Regions from separate parts of the Mus musculus genome. Here regions 1, 2, 3, 4, 5 and 6 are each linked to region 7. Evidence: chromatin contacts called from public ChIA-PET and promoter capture Hi-C data. All regions are on one chromosome and are shown on one strand. Each heading gives the region's core, a stretch centred on a gene start, on an enhancer-like site or on the middle of the called end of the contact. The rest is flanking DNA. Distances are from core to core; before and after follow the strand shown.

The links. Promoter capture Hi-C pulls out the DNA fragments that hold promoters and counts their contacts. ChIA-PET counts read pairs in DNA pulled down with a chosen protein or histone mark. Capture Hi-C pulls out chosen DNA fragments and counts their contacts.
Region 1: a contact with region 7 is called in an RNA polymerase II ChIA-PET map of memory CD8 T cells, with 12 read pairs. The contact joins the promoter of Eps15l1 here to the promoter of Colgalt1 in region 7. A contact is called at or near these places in 1 of 39 promoter capture datasets (liver) and 3 of 115 datasets of contacts at active chromatin or transcription factors (memory CD8 T cells, pancreatic cancer cells and pro-B cells).
Region 2: a contact with region 7 is called in a promoter capture Hi-C map of pancreatic islet. The contact joins the promoter of Kcnn1 here to the promoter of Colgalt1 in region 7. A contact is called at or near these places in 8 of 39 promoter capture datasets (the C10 cell line, cranial neural crest, embryonic stem cells and 3 more), 2 of 115 datasets of contacts at active chromatin or transcription factors (astrocytes and memory CD8 T cells) and 1 of 9 other capture datasets (pancreatic islet).
Region 3: an RNA polymerase II ChIA-PET map of memory CD8 T cells shows a contact between it and region 7, with 38 read pairs. The contact joins the promoter of Ap1m1 here to the promoter of Colgalt1 in region 7. A contact is called at or near these places in 10 of 39 promoter capture datasets (the 3T3-L1 cell line, the C10 cell line, the HPC-7 cell line and 6 more), 1 of 484 Hi-C or Micro-C datasets (B cells), 4 of 115 datasets of contacts at active chromatin or transcription factors (extraembryonic endoderm stem cells, large pre-B cells, memory CD8 T cells and 1 more) and 1 of 9 other capture datasets (liver).
Region 4: an RNA polymerase II ChIA-PET map of memory CD8 T cells shows a contact between it and region 7, with 263 read pairs. The contact joins the promoter of Arrdc2 here to the promoter of Colgalt1 in region 7. A contact is called at or near these places in 11 of 39 promoter capture datasets (the C10 cell line, cranial neural crest, embryonic stem cells and 6 more), 4 of 115 datasets of contacts at active chromatin or transcription factors (astrocytes, bone marrow-derived macrophages, memory CD8 T cells and 1 more) and 1 of 9 other capture datasets (pancreatic islet).
Region 5: a promoter capture Hi-C map of pre-B cells shows a contact between it and region 7, with 2.4 times the contacts expected there. The contact joins the promoter of Hsh2d here to the promoter of Colgalt1 in region 7. A contact is called at or near these places in 1 of 39 promoter capture datasets (pre-B cells) and 1 of 115 datasets of contacts at active chromatin or transcription factors (pancreatic cancer cells).
Region 6: a promoter capture Hi-C map of the C10 cell line shows a contact between it and region 7, with 4 times the contacts expected there. The contact joins the enhancer-like site here to the promoter of Colgalt1 in region 7. A contact is called at or near these places in 4 of 39 promoter capture datasets (the C10 cell line, cranial neural crest, hippocampal neurons and 1 more) and 4 of 115 datasets of contacts at active chromatin or transcription factors (astrocytes, bone marrow-derived macrophages, memory CD8 T cells and 1 more).

The regions. Positions count from the first base shown.
Region 1 is chr8:72,420,140-72,422,839 of GRCm38.p6, forward strand. It overlaps Eps15l1 (epidermal growth factor receptor pathway substrate 15-like 1), which reads right to left and starts at 1,335. Exons shown (of 24, transcript NM_007944.3): 1 at 1,266-1,335. The coding sequence starts at 1,298. It overlaps Gm46043 (a long non-coding RNA gene), which reads left to right. Exons shown (of 3, transcript XR_001778581.2): 1 at 1-1,641.
Region 2 is chr8:70,855,659-70,858,358 of GRCm38.p6, forward strand. Kcnn1 (potassium intermediate/small conductance calcium-activated channel, subfamily N, member 1) reads right to left here and starts at 1,350. Exons shown (of 10, transcript NM_032397.3): 1 at 1,274-1,350.
Region 3 is chr8:72,238,653-72,241,352 of GRCm38.p6, forward strand. It overlaps Ap1m1 (adaptor-related protein complex AP-1, mu subunit 1), which reads left to right and starts at 1,366. Exons shown (of 12, transcript NM_007456.5): 1 at 1,366-1,591. The coding sequence starts at 1,550.
Region 4 is chr8:70,838,300-70,840,999 of GRCm38.p6, forward strand. It overlaps Arrdc2 (arrestin domain containing 2), which reads right to left and starts at 1,421. Exons shown (of 8, transcript NM_027560.1): 1 at 829-1,421; 2 at 680-746; 3 at 395-542. The coding sequence starts at 1,102.
Region 5 is chr8:72,188,287-72,190,986 of GRCm38.p6, forward strand. Hsh2d (hematopoietic SH2 domain containing) reads left to right here and starts at 1,382. Exons shown (of 6, transcript NM_197944.1): 1 at 1,382-1,401.
Region 6 is chr8:70,819,455-70,822,154 of GRCm38.p6, forward strand. Il12rb1 (interleukin 12 receptor, beta 1) reads left to right here. Exons shown (of 16, transcript NM_008353.2): 15 at 228-309; 16 at 1,061-1,970. The coding sequence ends at 1,417. Among named protein-coding and RNA genes, the nearest start is that of Il12rb1, 12 kb to the left of the region's middle. Within about 2 kb of position 1,302, at least 62 of the 459 cell types and tissues checked have an H3K27ac peak or open chromatin away from gene starts, as enhancers often do. A contact at or near this core is called in bone marrow-derived macrophages, where this site is marked.
Region 7 is chr8:71,609,752-71,612,451 of GRCm38.p6, forward strand. It overlaps Colgalt1 (collagen beta(1-O)galactosyltransferase 1), which reads left to right and starts at 1,273. Exons shown (of 12, transcript NM_146211.3): 1 at 1,273-1,693; 2 at 2,333-2,443. The coding sequence starts at 1,449.

The DNA of each region.
Region 1 (2,700 bases), core at 85-2,584, 810 kb after region 7:
AGAAGACAATCACAGGTGCTGTAAGAGCATGTTAATTAATATCTACTGGTCTCCACATGTTAATATAGTGTCAAGGCTGCTGGTGGCTGGTCCTTCCAGGACTTAACCACCCTGTATTGCCCTCTCCTTCAGACCAGGTGACCTGGGTGCATCAGCCTGCCAAGCAGTTCTTACCAGCTTTGGCATTCATACTTGCTCTTGTCTTAGTCCCAAACACCCGAATTTATTGACGGGTAACAAAAGAGCTTCCAATGTGTTAGGCAAAATGTGCTTTCCACAGTTTTCTGCTAATGCATTTTACATCTCTATTTTCCAAATGAGGTAATTGATATGCTGAGGTTAAGAAGCCTGCTTCAAGGACACTCTTCCAGAGTTGGAGCCGAGATCTGAATATAAAATGCTTCCTCCTGGTAACCATGACCCTGCGAAAGACGATTCTAGCAAAGTGCATATAATATGCTGTGTGGAACAAACGGGTAATTTGGCAAATTAGCAGGACAGGAATACTTTCTAATTCTTATGGATGTCACCTGGAACTAGAGACTTTGTCAGTGAGAGACTGCTGAGCTCCCAAGCACCTGATCCCAAGCACGTTAGAAAGTGGCTGAAGAATGAATGAATGTTTTCCGCTAGAAGCACAATGGCCTTCTCACTGCTATTCTGTACGTCCCTGTAGCATTTGATACGTTCAAGAAAACCATCCAGCGACCCTGAGGACGAAGACTGGTGCATACCGTTGGGGGCGTAGGATCCGCGCTTTTCGCACCGCACAGAGCAGCGGAAGCGGATCTCGGGGGAAGGAGGGCTGGGCGGCCAGAGGCGAAGCGGGCGTGTCCCGGTTCCCCTTGCGACTCCAGTATGGGACACCACCCGCCCCGACGCCCGACCCCGCGGGAGACAAAGACTGGCGGCGGGCCCACCGCTCTCGCTCGCCTCCGCGGGGACGAAGCGCGACGCGGCTCGAACAACAGCGCCCACCCCCCAAACCCCCCCCCGTCCCTTAACCTGGCCAGGCCCCAGACGGAGCAGACATACGCAGCGGCCGCGCCCCATCACCTCTTCGCAGCCGCTCGGGGGTCGCCCGGCGCAAGAGTATGCGGGCCGCTCCGGCCTGTCACCTTCAGAACCGCCCGGCCCCCGCCACTCAGCCTCTGAGCCTTCAGCGCGCGCCTCCGCGGTCCCCTGGAGCCGCGCTTCCGCGACGACTTATCTTTCTCGCGGCAACCACCGTCCGCACCGCCCCACGGCGCACCCCAGCACCATACCTGCTGCGAGAGGGGTACAAGCGGCGCCGCCATCTTCGTGCGGACTCGGCCTCCGGAGCGCCGAAGGAACGGGGGCGGGGCCGTGCCTGCGCACTAGTACGAAGGAGGGATGCGATGCGCGCGCAGCACAGCCAGCGCAAGGACAGGCCACAGGACCAGAGTACACGTGCGCAGAAGGGAATCCAAGTCCTCCCGTGAGAAGTTTTGCAGTAAGAGGGCGGAGCCTCGATCACAGTGGAGAGGGCGGGGCAGTTCTGGCTGGAGGCGGAGCCTTTATGGGGAAGGCTCTGTCGCATAGCCTTACCAGAGTTGGCCGTACCGGGTGATTTAGAGAGCCTAGCCTAAAGCACAGCGTGACTAGAAGGTTCGGAGCCTCGTAAGTTTAGTGGGCCGAGAGTGGGCGGGCTAGTCGGTCTGTGGGGGTGGGGAGGGCCTCGTGTGCATCTCCTGATTGGAGTGGGCAAACCGAGCCCCTGGCTTTGGAGGCTCCTGTGAGGCAGGGAACCCAAGGGATAGGTAGGGCTCCCTTCCAGACCGCTGCACTCCAGCTCCCTGCACTTTCCAGTCTGGGTCTGTGAATCGGAGCTTGGCTAAACCCAGGCACCGTCTTAACTTCTCCACTCTAGTAGCCTCTACTAATGCCTAGGGTTTGCTGAACTTTTCCCGGGGAAATGGAGACAGTGGCACACAACAAAGTACCATGGTGCTCAAGTCTAACTTGGGCCATATGCAGTGTTAGTACCACTCAGTATGCTTGTTAAACAGATTTGGGTTCTGATTGCTTGCAGATGTGGGTGTAGCCTGACATCTGGTGTTTTTTGTTGTTTTTTTATGTGTATATGCCTGCTGTGCTCGTGCCAATGCCTGCCCAAGAGAGAAGAGTTTATTAGATGCCATTGAGCTGGAGTTAAAAGCACTTATGAGCCCCCAACCCCCGATATGAGTGGGAACAGAACTAGGGTCCTCTGGAAAAGCAACAAGCACCCTTAACCAACTAACTATATCTTCAGCTACTCTGGTATTTCTTTTTTTTTTTTTTTTTAAAGATTCATTTATTTATTATATGTAAGTACACTGTAGCTATCTTCAGACAATCCAGAAGAGGGAGTCAGATCTTGTTAAGGATGGTTGTGAGCCACCATGTGGTTGCTGGGATTTGAACTCCGAACCTTCAGAAGAGCAGTCGGGTGCTCTTACCCACTGAGCCATCTCACCAGCCCCTACTCTGGTATTTCTTTGTCTTTTTTTTTTTTTTTAAGTTACATTTTAACTTACATCTTAAAAGATTTGTGTGTTGGATGGCCCCTTCCACCATGAGTCACAGAGATAGGACTCAGGTTGTTAGCCTTGGCCGCAAGCATCTTTACCCACTGAGCTATCTTGCTGCCCCTTAGGACATCCTCATTCAAACCACTACACAGGTGCTGGGAAACAT
Region 2 (2,700 bases), core at 100-2,599, 750 kb before region 7:
ACCCCCTGCCCCTCAAGCTACCAACAGCAGGTGACAAGGTGGCCTGGGTGCCTGCAAGACACACAGGTGAAGAGGCAATATGGGGCTGTGACTCAGCTGTCTGACACATATGCCAAGCCTAGGTGCTGCCATGTTGTTCCCTGAGACAGCCTCTTCCTGGGCAGGCTGGCTGGCACAGGACAGATGCAGAGCAGGCAGGGCTCAGTGACCAGTCCTGGGCTGGCTGTGTTTTGAGCCTCCAGTTAAAAGGACTGTCTGTTGCCCCAGGCACAAGGGGGATACCTCTTCTGGTTTTAAAAAGAAGAGCAAAGCTGAGGGAGGTTGGGTGGCCCCTGGATCCTCTGCCAGCACCGAGTCAGACACAGACTAAGGGACACAGCCTGGCGGTGGCTGAGGGCAGGACCTTGACAGGGAACCAGGCTGGCTCTGCCCGAGTGGCTGTGAGCTGAGGACAGAGCTGCTTTCTGTCATGGAGCCTGGGGTACCAGCTCAGTCCGTTTTCTCTTGTCTTCTGTAATTTTATTTATTTACTTTAGAGACAGGCTCTCAATCTATAGTGCAGGTTGGCACTGTGGCAAACCCCAGGTGCTGGGATGGCAGGTGTAAGTCGCCATGCTAGGACTGGTGATACATACCTATCAAGAGGTGCTAAACAGCAAGGCTAGCCTGGCCTTTGAGGCCAACTAGGGCTACCTGAGAACCTGTCTCAAAATAAAATAAAATCGGATCAATAGGTGTCCCTTGCTGTGAGTCTCAAGGAGGCACCCACCTCCCACAACTCTTGTAGGAACCACAGTGATAACGGCTCATGACAGAAACTCCCAAGACACTAGACCTGTGTCAGGTGGCCTCCCCAGCAGCTGGTGGGGAAATGGAGTTGAGGAAGGGTGCCAGAGCTCTTCTCACCAGGCTCACTGACTCCTCAGGGTGCCCGGCTCTGCTTGCCCTTTGCACACCGGCTACCAGGGAGCTTACAAGGCCAGTCTGGCAGCCCAGGTGCTGTCACTGAGCACCTTGACCTCAGTTTAGGGTGGCCGAAGAGTGCTCATGTCACTGGCCGTATCACATCCATCCTTGTGCATGGACTTTATGGACTCAGCGTCTCCCACTCGCAATCTTCCCTCACCGGGGGACACGCGCACCCTCTCTTCTGTGTCCCTGACCCCTGACCGCGTGGCAACACCATCCCCAGCGTCGTCCCTAGTCGCATAGCCCAGGGACCCGCTATTACTGCCCCCCCAGCCCCCTCACCCCCGCTTCCTCTCGCCAATACCTGCGGGCGGGGACCTGGACCCTCGTGCCAGCGCGTCCCCGCCGAGACCGGCCAGGGAGGGGGAGCAGCGCCGCCCCGTATGAGCGGCGCCTTGGATTGGCTGAGTGCACCAGGCCCCACCCCCATGACCCCGCAGGCTCCGCCCATGCTTAAAGCTCCCTCCTGGGCACTGGGCAAGAATAAGAACCCCGGTGATGGGCATCTGTGCACAGGCAGCTGGCTATTGCAGGTGATCCTGCACACCTGGACCTCATCTCTGGGGACAGACAAGCCCGCTCACCTCAGGGACCCCGATCTTAAACCCTATTAGCCTTGCGGGCAGAAAGAGCTCCAGGCAGCTGCAATCATCAGGGCTGGGGAGACCCCCGAACCTGCTCTGCCCCCATCATTCAAGCCAAACTTACAGAGCTCACTCATGAAAGTTTTTGTTTTGAATCAAGGTCTCACATAACCTAGTCTGGCGTCAAACTCACTGTGAAGTACAGGCTGCGCTAGAACTTACCAGGGAGTCCAGGTTAGCCTTGAGTGGCCTTGAAGTTCTGTTCCTTCTCCCTTCACCTCCTGAGCGCTGGGACAGTTTTGGGCCCCCCTTTCCAGCTCATGCAACATTTTTTGTGGTCTTGGGTTTTGTTTGTTTGTTTTGATAGCTCTGTAGCCAAAGCTGATCTTGAATTTACTCACTGAAATCCTCCTCTCAGCCTACTTCCTAAGGTGCTGGAGTTTCAGGTGTCTTCTAAGACATCCCAGAGACCAAGGAGTCTAGTCTCCGCCCCTTCAGTCACGTGATTACTGACAAGCTGGGGAGCTGAGGTTTGCCTGCAGCCGAGCGATGAGTGTGTGTATCCCCTCCCTAATCCCCTCCCCACCCCCACCCCAGCCACCCAGCTCCTGCTTCTTCCTGGCCCAATGTCTTTGCAGTTTAGAGGGCCTCAGGAAGGACTGAGGGGCAGATGTGTGGCCAGCAAGTGGCCTGGGAGCAGTGACAGCACTGAGCCCCAGCAGAGCCACCAACAGAGTGACAGTCCAGGTGTTGGGGACCACATCTGCACTATCCACATAGGTGGAGCCAGATGGAACCAGCCTGGGGTGATAGATGTAAGCAGGTTCCAGGAGACACCACAGAGGGACAGGCCAAGAGCACCAGGTTCTGCCTCCAGCCCCTAAACCTTCTGCATGTGGCCACCTCAGCCTGTGGCTGTGGGCCTTCCCTGCCTACCCCCTACCCAGGAATTGTTTTGCTTTTTGTTTTAGAAAGGGTTTCATATCTGTGAGGCTCAGACTTACTATAGAGCTGAGGATGGCCTGGAACTGGCCATCTTGCCTCTACCTCTCAGGTCCTACCTGACAGGATAGGCCTGGGCCACCAAGCCCCATTTGTTCCGTGCTAACAACAGAAGCCAGGGCGTCATAAACACTGGCAAAGCACT
Region 3 (2,700 bases), core at 116-2,615, 630 kb after region 7:
GAAAAAACTGTTCCAAGAACATTTTTGAGATAAAGGCCTCCTGACGTAGATTCCTTGATAGGACATGACTCCTTAGTTACCTAGATTCCTTTGGCAGAACTCCCTAGTGATGTAAACTTGTACTTTTCCTGCCCAGTTCTCCCCCTTTGAGTTTTACTATATAAGCCTGTGAAAAATTTTGGCTGACTGTCGAGACTCCTCTACCCTGTGCTAAGGTGTATGAGTTTCGACCCCAGAGCTCTGTGTGCTTTCATGTTGCTGCTTTATTTCGACCCCAGAGCTCTGGTCTGTGTGCTTTCATGTCGCTGCTTTATTAAATCTTACCTTCTACATTTTATGTATGGTCTCAGTGTCTTCTTGGGTACGCGGCTGTCCCGGGACTTAAGTGTCTGAGTAAGGGTCTCCCTTCGGGAATCTTTCACTATGTGTCACACAAGTAAAAAACCACACAAAGTAAAAAACAAAAAAAAGCCCTTGGGGCGGGGAGGAGTGTTGATGGGCTCCTTTGATCTCTCGGTGGCAGAAAGGTGGTTAAGAATGGCAGAATTTGCCGGGCGGTGGTGGCGCACGCCTTTAATCCCAGCACTTGGGAAGCAGAGGCAGGTTTATTTCTGAGTTCAAGGCCAGCCTGGTCTACAAAGTGAGTTCCAGGACAGCCAGGACTATACAGAGAAACCCTGTCTCGAAAAAAGAAGAATGGCAGAATTAAAATTTAATCAGCCTTACTTTGGTTTTGTTTTTTTGAGACAGGGTTTCTCTGTATAGTCCTGGCTGTCCTGGAATTCACTTTGTAGACCAAGCTGGCCTCGAACTCAGAAATCCGCCTGTCTCTGCTTCCAGAGTGCTGGGATTAAAGGCGTGCGCTAGCTACCACGCCCGGCTCAGCCTTACTGTGAATTAGGCACAGGCTAAGTTACACACGTGCTACCCTGGGTTCACTGGGGCAAGACGGGTGAAGCCCAGTCAGTTGAGAGGTTGACAGTGACAAGTGATTGCTGATAAGGCTGGATTGCCATTGGGAGACTGACTTCCTTTAAGCGCCACCTAACGGCGAGTCACAGTCAGTGACGGGATATTAGTTTACTTGACTTCTGCAGAAAGCAAGGCTGTCTCGAAAAAACAAAAAAAGAAAAAGAAAAAAAAAGGCTCAACTCCAAATCGGTTCCGCTTTCAGCGTCTTCTCACAGCAACAGGCTTGGAAGCGTCCACCTTCATTCCACAGCTAGTCCTTCAGGTACAAGGAGTAATGACAAAGCTGCCCCGCCCTGGTCCTCCAGGCCCCGCTCTTCAGGAAGGCCACGCCCCCTGACTTCCGGCCCGTTTGAGCTATGGGTGAAAAATACTGCCAAAAAGTTCCTACTGCGCTTGCACTCAGTTACGCGCCTGCGCACTTGCGGCTCCCTTCAGACCGGACATAACGGTCCACGCGCTGCTTCATGGACCGGAAGTGGAGGGGAAGTGTCTCGGGGCGCGCCGGGCCTTGCTGAACGCCCGCAGTTCCTGCCGTTGCCGCCGCCCTCGGCTACTGCCGAGACCTTCCAAAGCCGCCATGTCCGCCAGCGCCGTCTACGTACTGGATCTGAAGGGCAAGGTACTGAAGGGTTCGCCACCCTCCGCGTTGCCAGGCAACCAACGGGCCCTCGCCCTGTCAGGACCCACCCTGTTGCTAGGCAACTGGCCGACCAGCCCAGCTAGGGCGTCAGGCAGGCGGGGCAGCCTCACTTGCCAGCCCTACCAAGTTACTAGGAAATGGGCGGTGGTCTTTCCGCGAGTCCCGCCCCATTGCTAGCCAACTTGGTGGGCTGCGGTTGCTAGGTAACTGTCCGCTTTGCCCCTTTCCCTTTTTGTTCGCCTGGGTACCGGACTCTAGCTTCTCCTGCGAACTCCTGTAGCAGGACCCTGCGCCCCGGGGACCGTGCGACCCTTGGCCAGAGGCGTGGCGGGAACTATGGCCTTAGGTCGGTCCCTCGCTCCACAGGCTTCAGCGTTCCCTAGAGCCACTGAGCTTCCTATGACATTAAGAGAAGCGGATGATAAAAGTGTGGTTTTAAGAAGGGCGTGGTGGCGCACGCCTTTAATCCCAGCACTCGGGAGGCAGTCAGGCGGATTTCTGAGTTCGAGGCCAGCCTGGTCTACAAAGTGAGTTCCAGGACAGACAGGGCTATACAGAGAAACCCTGCCTCGAAAAACAAAAACAAACAAAAGTGTGGTTTTAGAGGGGGAAACAGTGCCTAGAGTCACACTGATTACTGGGAAGTAGCGGCCTGGAAGCATCCTCGCCAGGCAGGTGCTAAGCCCAGGGCCACCGTGGGTTAGCCTAATCTGTCATAGCTCAACTTAGTCACTTGGAAAAAACAGAAATAGATGAATACCTATTGGGGCCATGTCTTCATAATGGACTAGCAGCTGCAACTGAAGAATCAGGGAGAGCTATCCTGACTGGGAATAACAAAGACTGCTGAGACATGAAGGCCCTGCACAGAAACAGGACCCTGGCATCTTGCCCAGCGTTATCTGAGAAAGAAATCTTCATTTGTGTGTTTCTGCGGGTGTGTGGAGGAAGGAGACCCCTGCTACTCTTACATGGGCTCTTGTTATCGAACTCGGGTCACTAGACTGATTGAGCTAGGCTGCCTGAACCGTTAAAACGCATGGATCTGCCTGTCTGTACTTCCCAGCAGAATCTGACTTTTTCCCTCT
Region 4 (2,700 bases), core at 171-2,670, 770 kb before region 7:
CTACAAAGTGAGTTCCAGGACATCCAGGGCTATACAGAGAAACCCTGTTTCAAAAAAACCAAAACAAAACAAAACAAAAAACAAAAACAAACAAGAAAAGAAAAAGAAATAAAGCAAAACCCAAAACCAGTAAAGACAAAAGCAAACACAAAAACAAAAATAGCCCTATCATATCCTGCTTTCCAAATGGGGTATCTGAGGCTGGGAAAGAGCAAGATACCTTCCCAGAGGCACACAGCAGGTGAGCACCCTCAGAATTTGCACTTACCTATAGTGGGTTTTAAACTCACCACTAACTCCTGGCTCCCTGTTACAGAGGTCATTTGAGACCCTCAAATCTAAAAGGTGTCAAGCAGCCAGGCTGGACCCCAACCCCCATGGGGCAGCCACTTGCCAGCAGGGCAGGTGTGTTTATGTCCACAGGTTCAATGACAGTGAACACCTTCCGGGCGCAGCGTGCAGGGACCCATGGCCGGTGCAGAGTGGCTTTGATGGAATAGCGGACGCTGCCGTGTTTGCCCTCGAAGGATGTCACCAGGGAGCTGGGGTGGCAAGAGTGGGTAATCAGAGGATCACTATCAGGAGATAGTGGGGTGAAGGGCATACAAGAGGGATGTCCCGAGAAGTCAGGGCTGAGGGAACCCTAGATGCCCAGCCAGAAGGCGACAGTGGGGCTTACATAGGCAGCTGGAAGCTGAAGGGAAACTCGTGGCGTCCAGCGGGAAGCGTGGCGATATCCCCCGAGTCTAGGAACAAGACCCGGGGCTCAGCGGACGTAGGCCTGGGAATCGCATGCTCGGTGCGCCCCAAAAGGTCCCCAGCCCGTACCTGGCGCGAGCAGCGTGGCGCGGTGGTTCACGACTTCCACGCGCTCGCTGTAACTCTGAGTATAAGCAGTGCTGGAGCCCGCGCTGCGCGACTCCGTCCAGTGCGCGCGCGCGCGGCCCCGAGCGCGCAGCCTGAGCGCGCCCACGCGTGCCGCGCCCGCAAGCTCCAACAGTACCCGGCCTGCCACGGCCTGGCCTCCGTGGAACACGGGCTCGGTGCCCGTGCGCGCCCCGTCTATCTCTACTACGAACGCCTTCACCTTATCGAACAGCATTGCGGTGACGGTCGCGAACCCAAAAAAGAGATCGGCCAGGTGCTCGAACCCGCGAAAAGAAAGAGCTAGAGACTGCGAACGCAGCGGGCTCGAACTACGTACACACACAAGCGGGACAACAGGACGGAAGACCGCTGGGGACCCGCAGCTGCGTCGCACTTATAGGACGGTTGGAGGGCGGGGCCTGAGGAGAAGACCGCACCTACCGGAAGAGACTCCGCAAACACAGCAGTAGGGAACGGGACCCCAGAAAAGACTAGGCCAATAGCGCGGCGAAGGAATGGCCTGAGGAGAAAGCCACACCTTCAGGAGAAGACTCCACCAATAGCGCGCTGAGGAGGCGGGGCCTGAAAAAGCCTGGTTCTGCTGAGAGAATTAGGCCAAAGGCTCCACGAGGGCGGTGGCCTGATAGAAAGCTCCCCCCCCTACAAGGGACCAGGCCAATAGCGTGTGAAGGGCGTGGTCTGAGGGGGCAAAATCAGCTCCTGCGAGAAAGTCAGTAGCATCGAGGGGCGGGGCGGGGCGGGGCGTTAGAGAAAGCCTCGCCTACCGGAAAGAACTTCACCAATAGCGCGGTGGGGCGTGGCCTCACGAGGCTCCAGACAAAATAACCCTTGCTTGGTTCTGAACCGGAGCCTAAGTGGGAGGTGCTGCAGCGCGGCTCTGCCGCCTTAGGTCTCGCAAATACACAAACAAGGAAGCCCAGGAATAGGGAAACTGGTCTTAGTCACCCAGCGTGACAACTGTCACTATTTTTTTTTTCTGTTGCTTTTTGAGACGGGTTCTCATGTAGCCCAAACTTACCTGGGACTTGAGACAGTCCCCCTGCTTCTGTTTACAAGATTGGCCAGTAGTTTTGTGTTCCCTTGGCTAGTCTGGAACTCACTGTGTAGACCAGGCTGGCCTTGAACTCATAGAGGCGAGGTTGCCACTGCTTCCCGAGTGCTGGAATTAAAGCTCAAATCGGATTTCTGAACCCGAAAGCTTTATTTTCTTCTGAGGCCAAGTCTCACATAGCCTCCAATGCATCTCGTACTCTAACCAAGCCCGATGTTGAATTTGCCATCCTCCACCAGTCTTCCAGAGCTGACTTGATAGGCGTTTGCCTTAGTACCTGACTGTTTCTTAAACTTAAAAAAAAAAAGATTTATTTATTTGTATATGTATATGAGTACACTGTAGCTGTCTTCAGACACACCAGAAGAGAGCCATTACAGATGGCTGTGAGCCACTGTGTGGTTCCTGGGAATTGAACTCAGGATCTCTGGAAGAGCAGTCTGTGCTCTTAGCCACTGAGCCATCTCTCCTGCCCGGCCTGGCTTTTTCTTATGTTTTCAGACAGGATCTCACACTGTAACCCAGGCTGCCCGGGAACTCAAGGCAATGGAACTCCGGTGTCAGCCTCTTAGATGCTGGGTTCGCAGGTGTGTCCACTAGGCCAGAACCTCCCAGCTTAATCATCAACTCGCTGCCGCCTGCAGACCTATCTGGGGCACCTTTTTTCAGGCCCATTGTTTCCGGCGATGCGAATTGGTGGGGACAGGGAAGTGTTGGTCCTTTCCCCCCCCCCCCGCATTGGGCACCCCCATTCAACCTAA
Region 5 (2,700 bases), core at 132-2,631, 580 kb after region 7:
AAAGTGTTCATTCCAAAGACCCAGGATAGGTGGAAATGCACTGGGTGCAGAGGCAAGACGGAAATGCACTGGGTGCAGAGGCAAGAAGGGGTGGGCCAGGAAGCTTACAGCCAAGTCAGCTATGCCTGTTAGGTACAGGGACACATCACCCAGGACCCAGAGTGTGCACATACATTGTAGTTCATTTTAAAATCAGAAGAAAAATCAGGCATGGACTGGGTCTGCAGCTCAGTTGGCAGGGTACTCACATATGGTGAAAGAACTCCTGGGTCCCATCCCAGTATCGCAGAAAATACAGACACCTCTATGATCCCAGCACCCAGGAGATAGAGACAGGAAGAGCAGAGATGCAACATCATCCTCAGTGTTCTGTGGATTCCAGGCCAGCCAGGATGCTGTGAGATCCTGTTTTAGAAAAATAAAAAACAGAAGGGAGAAAAAAACCAGAATAAGATAGATGGACTCTATGGTTTACTCCAGTTTGTTTTGTTTGTTTGTTTGTTTGCTTGCTTGCTTGCTTTCTTGCTTTGGTTTAGTTTGGATATTGAGTTTGAATGTCCCTATGTTAGCCCAGGCTAGCCTGGAACCCCAAATCCTCCTGCCTCAGGCTACTGAGTACTGCAACTACAGACCCAAGCCATCTTGCTTTGATGTTGGCCTAGAGGGCAACATGACTGTAGAATGATATTTCAAATGAGTTTTGCAAAGGAAGGTATGATAGGTGTTGTGTGTGCAGCAAGTCTGTCCTTTCATGTCTCCTTCATGTCTGGGGCATATGCAGTTCCCTGTCCTGTATATGCATACTGTTCCTGTATCCTGTCCCCCCCAAGCAGCCTCTCCTACTTGTTGCCTTTCACTCTCTGATTGCCATATGCCCATTTCCTGACCTATGACTACTTCAAGGTTGCTGTTAAGAGGCTGGGAATCTAGCTCAGTAGGTAGAGTGCTTGTAGCTCAGTAGGTAAAGTGATTGTAGCTCACTTAGCAAGCATGAAGCCCTGGGTTCCATCCCCAGCAATGCATAATCTTGGCATGATGGTAAACCCTGAGGTCGAGGCAAGAGTCTACTTCAGCACCCCAATTGGGGTGCATAAAGCTGTATCTCAAGGGGGAAAAAAACTAGAAGAATACCAATATTGGGAAGCAGGGCGGCAGCTGTCTCAGCGATTCCATAGAGTTGGTAGAGAGTAAGTACTGAGCAAGGCTTGGCAAGAACAACTCCAGCCTCAGACTCAAGCCTTGAGAGTTATTCTGGTCCCACCCTGTTCACCTGCTGGAGGAAACAGGAACTGACTGAGGCTCCTGGCCCTGCCCCTCTGACGTGTGGACCCTGAACCGAAACTTAAACTCCAGCTCAAGCCAGCTCAAGAGCCCTTCGGAACACAACCCAAGCTGTCCAAGGTATGCATCCTACATCCTGCACCCTGCATCCAGAATCCTGGCATCCCTGCATCCCAACATGCCCCAGCTTCAGAGGCTCTGGGACTTCAGCACTGGGTGTAGTGGTGCTAGAAGATGAGAGAAGGGTTTACCAGAGGAGGAAAGCATTGCAAGGGCTAAACTCTGGCATGGCTCTCCACACAAGTCATTGCAGCGCTTTGGAGGCCGAGGCAGGCTGTACACGTTTGAGGCTGGTTTCAGCTAGCTACATGGTGAGACCTGATTCATAGAAACCAAGTGTTCCAAGAAAACCACGAGGGGAAGGCAGAGAGAGGTAAAGCCCCTCCGGCCCCACGGGGTTTTACTGGAGCTGCCAGAGAAAGGAAGGAATTTAACTGAGAAGCTCCGGGAGAGGGTGGGACTGTGGCCAGGGTTTTGTTTGAGCAGGGGAGGCAGGGAAGCTGGCTGGAGGAAGGGACATTTGTATTGAGTCTTGAAAGACTTGTAGGAGTGTTCTGAAGTAGAAAGAGAATAAACATTGAGACCTTTCTGTGTAGCATGTAGCTGGGTTCAGCTGTACTTTAGAGACACGTGTATCTGCTTCATGATGGTGCTACACTCTGGGAGACATGTTGGTAGGTGATAGCCTGGACAGGATTGTCTGTTGCACTCCTGGAGGCCTAGACTCCAATGTGCTTGAACACGGTCAGAACTAGAGCACTGTGGCAAACATGTGCCTGTCTCTGCCTGTGAAGCACAGTGAATAATGAAATAAAAAGGGGAAGTAAACTGAAGTGGGTGGTGCACTCCAGAGGCAGAGGCAGAGGCAGGGGGATCTCTGAGTTCAAGGCCAGCCTGGTCTATAGAGCAAGTTCCCCGGACAGCCAGGGCTTTACAAAGAAAACCCGTCTTGAAAAAAAACAAAGACAAAAAAAAAAAAAAAAAAAAAGAAGAGAAAGGAGGCAGTGGGAGACCCTCCTAGGGACGTTGTCTAGTCACACTCGGCAAGGCAGCCAACCTTCATTCAAAGACTGTTTCAATCCATACAGTGAAGAGTAAGTGAGGAAGAGCCAGTGTCAGCTGCAGGCCTACACACACAGCTGCACACACACGTGTCTGTACACATGGTCACCCCCCCCATACACATTCAAAATTTTTAAATATTAGAATGAGGCTGGAGAGTCGGCAGTTAAGAGTGTACACTGCTCTTGCAGAGTTGCTGAGTTTAGTTCCCAGTGCCTGCATAAGCTTAATGGCCCCTGTAAATCTGGCTCCAGGGATCCAACGCCCTCTTCTGGCCTCCAGTAGTACCTGCATACA
Region 6 (2,700 bases), core at 52-2,551, 790 kb before region 7:
CTAGAGCAGTATTGAGGACACTCACGACCCCAAAGTATAGATCTGTCCTGGTCTAGACGCGGAAACCAAGGCACAGAGGGCCTGGAACCGAATTGCGTTGTGGGCAGAGATGTTGCTGATCTTGAGTGTGCAGGACTCTCATTTGGTCCACATCACACCCTTCATAACAGCGGGGACAAGGAAGCCTCAAGAATACCCTCTCTGATCTGTCACCTTTTGTTCCTCAGGGCCGCCTGGCACTTGTGCCCACCCCTGCCTACACCCTGTGGCAGCACTGCCGTGGAGTTCCCTGGCAGCCAGGGCAAGCAGGTAGATGTTCCTTCGCAGCTTCCCACTGCAGAGTAATGTACTCTGGGCAGTGGGTGTGCTCCAGCTCAGCTTGCCCAAACTGAAGGGCGACAGGTAGATCCAATAGGCAGGAGAATTCTGGATGTCATCTTAGAATCAGAATTTAACGTGGCTTCAACTAAAGGGGAATGTGAAAAACAAACTCAAGGCTTCGGGCTTCAGGCATGGCTGGATCCAGGGGACGGGATCCGTTTCTGTGCTGTAGCTAACCTTGGGGGCCTCACCCTGGCTGTTTCGGTGGACGACTTGGAAGAGGGTCTCCACAGAATGAATGTGCTCCTCTAGGCACTGGGAGGGGGAGGGGTGTTAGGGGTTTTCAGCTACACTGTATCCTGGCCCCGCCTACCAAGTCTTAGTCCCACCCAACGACAGGATTCTTCCCATTGTTTTGGCTCCTCCCAAGTCCTGGAGCAATTACATAGCTCTGCCCACAGCCCTAGCTCTGCCCTCATCCTTTTACTCAGTCCTGGTCCCGCCCACGTCTGCTCCATCACTCAATTTCTGATCCTGCCCCTTTCCCCTTCACTCAGTTTTGGCACCGCCCACACATCCTGCCTCCTCTTGTTCCTGCTGTTTGCTCCATCCCCACCCCAACACTCCTTAATTAGTCCCGGCCCCGCCCCCATCCTGCCCCTTCACTCAGTCCCGCCCCGCCCCGCACTTTACTTAGCCCCTCTCGAGAATTCACTGACTCTGTCCCCCCTCTTTTTAGGCTTGGCAGTGGTGCAACCCTGAGGACTTCCCGGAGGTGTTGTACCCGCGAGATGCGCTGGTGGTCGAGATGCCCGGAGACAGAGGCGACGGGACAGAGTCGCCCCAGGCCGCCCCTGAGTGCGCCCTGGACACAAGGCGGCCCTTGGAGACTCAGAGGCAGAGGCAGGTGCAGGCACTGTCAGAGGCCAGGCGCCTGGGCCTGGCTAGGGAGGACTGTCCCCGTGGTGACCTGGCCCACGTGACACTCCCGCTGCTCCTGGGAGGTGTGACCCAGGGAGCCTCTGTACTTGACGATCTTTGGAGGACCCATAAGACTGCGGAGCCGGGACCGCCCACTTTGGGGCAAGAGGCCTGACTGTTGCATCTCCAGCCTGCTCCCTCCTCAGGAGCCCCTAAACTGCAACAGCTGGTCATAATGGCTGTCCTATTTTATAGATGTGATTCTTGAGGCCCAGAGAAGGTGACTGTCTTGCCTGATGTCACACAGCGTTTGCAGGACGCAGACCCAGGCCTTTCTCCCGGTTCTGTAGCACCCTTCTCTTCTCCCACCCACTCCCTCCAGCGCCTATAGCCACACCGCCTGTGAGGGGAACATGGAAACCTCCAAGAAGGGGAAAGTGCTTCATGCAGCTTTGCTTGGTATCCTCAGGGCAAGGCTGGACCCTATCACTGGTCTGTTTATTTTTGGGGGGGTCCTTCCAGTCTGAGGGGACATGGTCAGTCACAGGCTCAGTTTGCCTCCAGCGTCCTTGGCTGGGGTCACAGAATGACTCTAGAGCGTCATAAATTAGGTTACCTAAAAAGCAGGGCCTAGACATTCACGGGAAGTTTATACGTCTGGACTCAGTTTCCCTATTAGAGTATTGGGCACTTAATAAATGGGCCTTCCCAGAGACTGAGAAACTAAATCTGGCCGTCGTGGTGCACGTCTGTCATCCCAATACCCAGGAGGCAGCTGCAGAAAGATGAGCTTGGACTGCAAAGCGAGTCCGAGGGTAGCCTGGGCTACATGAGACCCTGTCTGGAGGACAGTGTGGACAGTCACCTAGAATTCCGAGATAAGACCTGGGTAGTACAGATAGTTGAGGCGAGAGGCCCAGCTCCCTTCCCATGTGCTCGCCCGCCCGTCAAGAGGACCCTGGGTTCCCTCTTTTCCTGGCGCTACAGCCACGGTAAACGCGCGTCCGTAATGTCTCACTTTGGCCGCTAGGAGGCAGCAGCGACGCGTGTCGCCTCCGCCCGCCCTGCACATGAGGCTCAAATTGGACTTTTCCAGTTTGAACTACCCAAGGTTTGAGAACCCTTTTATAACAAGAGTATGCGAAGCTAGTAGGGCGAGGCCTCCCAGACCTGGAACCTGCGTTATCATAGAAGCTTCTAGCTGGCGAAGGAGCCGTGGTCTCCGGGTCCAGCCACACAGTGGTTACACAAATATTTCGGTTATGGTAGCCCGTTTCCAGTGCTGGGGTATGTTGGGGTTCCTCCAGGGACCCCGGGAGGTTGAAGCAGAGGACACTTCTACGCTTGGGAGAATTTGCCAACACACCTAGAGTCTGCCTGGACTCGGGTGGAGAAGGCAAGACCAGACCTGGGGGTGGAGAGTCAGTCACCAGCATCCAGCCACGTGTGGTGGACAAA
Region 7 (2,700 bases), core at 23-2,522:
CAGCTCCCCAGTAAAACTACCCATCTTTAATATAATCGAATCTGGCATAAATTGGCTCATTTCACCAGTGGTGGAGAAATAACCTATCAGGAGATGTCTTGTGGACCCTAGGGTCCTCTAGAGGCTAGGGACCAGAGTAGGAAAATCTATGTGGATTTTACCAGTCTGCTGGCCTGGTGGTATATGCCTGTCCCAGAACACAGGAGAATGAAGCAGAAGTATAGCTGTGAATTTATAGAGTGAGCTTGCCGAGTAAGAACCTGTTTTAAAAACAAACCAGGAGAAATGGGCTAGTGGGATGGTTCTGTAGGTAAAGGTGCTCAGACCTGAGTGGTGTTCTATTTCCAACACCACACAGTGGTTGACAACTATCCGCAACTCCAGTTCTAGAGGAGTTGATGCCCTCTTTTAACCTCCTTGGAGAACAGGGACACACACACACACACACACACACACACGTTATACAGCCGTACATGTAGGCAAAACACTGAAACACAGAAAATGAAAACAACAGTAAGAGCAGGAAGGGGCGCACACAAGCCATTTTTTTTTTTAAGATTTATTTGTTATTATAACAATAGTACACTGTAGCTGTCTTCAGACACACCAGAAGAGGGAGTCAGATCTTGTTACGGATGGTTGTGAGCCACCATGTGGTTGCTGGGATTTGAACTCTGGACCTTCGGAAGAGCAGTCGGGTGCTCTTACCCGCTGAGCCATCTCACCAGCCCCACACAAGCCATTTTTAAGAAGGCCAGAGGGCAATACAATTTGGGGACTGAGGATTCTGGATCCTCAGACATGGTAGCAAGCGATTTTACCCACTGAGCCATTTCGCTGGCTTTTTTTTTTTTTAATGATTTTTCGAGACAGGCTTTCTCTGTGTAGCCCTGGCTGTCCTGGAACTCACTCTGTGGACCAGGCTGGCCATGACCTCAGAAATCCGCCTGCCTCTGCCTCCCAAGTGTTGGGATTAAAGGCGTGGGCCACCACTGCCCGGCTCGATGGCTTCTTAAATGGAGCAACGAACAAACAAAAATAACCATGTCGCAACCTTGGAAACTGAGATGACATGGTTCTAAATAGAAGAAGCTTCTGTAAAGAGCCACCGCGTGAGATTAGAGGGCTCCAAAACAGAACACTCTCAGGGCGTGGTCAAAGAACTGTCTGTGTCTTTAAAGCTCGAGCTAGGGGCGGGGCTTCCGGAACCTCCCCGCAAGTGACGTCTTGTGACCGGGTTATTGCGGTCGGCGGAAAGCAGTGGAAGCTTTTAAAGGCGTAGCCTTGTCATGCCTCTCTCCAGGACTCACAGTATGACCCGCGGGCCACTTCCCTTTAAGGAGCGTGTCAGGGGTGGGACCTGGATGTGTCCTTCCCGCCGCCGACTCCTTTAAGGCGCGGCCCTCGTCCCCCGGCAGAAAAGCTGCTTAAAGGCGACGCGTGGCGCGATGGCGGCGTTGCCACGCGGGTCACGCGGGCTGCCGCTGCTGCCACTGCTCCTACTGCTGCCGCCGCTGGGCGGCCCGCGCGGCGCGGACGGCTACTTTCCAGAGGAGCGCTGGAGCCCCGAGTCCCCGCTACAGGCGCCGCGCGTGCTCATCGCGCTGCTGGCGCGGAACGCGGCACCCGCGCTGCCCGCCACGCTGGGCGCCCTGGAGCAGCTGCGCCACCCACGGGAGCGCACGGCGCTGTGGTGAGCTGCGGGCCCTTGCGCGGTGCACCGGGACTAGGCGGGACTCAAGTCTCTACCGGAGGGAGGTTGCTATGCACTTGGGCTCGGCTGTGCGCTGCGGAGACTCGGTCCTCTTTCTGAGGACCTGAGTTATGTACCCCAGGGATTACGCACTTGAGGGGGCTCGGCTCTATATCCATAGTGCCCGGGCTCGTCCCCACTGCGGCTTGGGACCCCAAGCTGCTGCCTCCTCCCCTCAGGTACTTAGGAATCTGTTCTGATTTGCTGCCAGCCCTCACAGCGAGCTACCATCCTAGAACCTCTGACTCCTTAGAATGGGCCAGGCTGGTGCTTCCAGACCCTTATAGCGAACTCCGGGACTTCCAGATAAGATTCCTGAGGCTCGGGCCAGCATTCCACGCTAACAAAGTTAATGAACTTATCTTTGTGACAGGGTCTCACACCAATGTGCTTTCCAAACCAGCAGGTTCTGTTCAGTTGTGTACTAGTGAGCTGGGTGTCATCTTTACTCCCCTGTCACCGATGGATGGGCAACAGGCTTGGAGTGTAGCGAGTTTTATCCAGGGTGTTATAGCTGATGGGTCTGAGCCAGGTTGGGAAACCCCCAGTGCCATCATCTTGTCCTGTCTGTGCTCACAGGGTGGCCACAGATCACAACACTGACAACACTTCAGCCATACTTCGAGAGTGGCTGGTGGCAGTGAAGGGTTTATACCACTCTGTGGAGTGGCGACCGGCAGAGGAACCCAGGTGAGCCTCAAATCCCCGACTGGAGTACTGAAGCTTGGGAAGGTAGGATCTAGAATGCTCCAGTTCTATCGTCAGCTTCCCCACCAGGTCCCTATCCTCTCAGCAGACCTTTGTCCCGTTGTCCTTCACTCCATTGTGCAACTTTGGACACAGCTGCCACACCTTTGTGGCTGAATTCCTTTGTGTCTGGTGGCTACCTACTGCTGTGTCTAGGGTCTTGCCAGCATCCACTCTCCTGTTTAACTTCCTGATAAGCC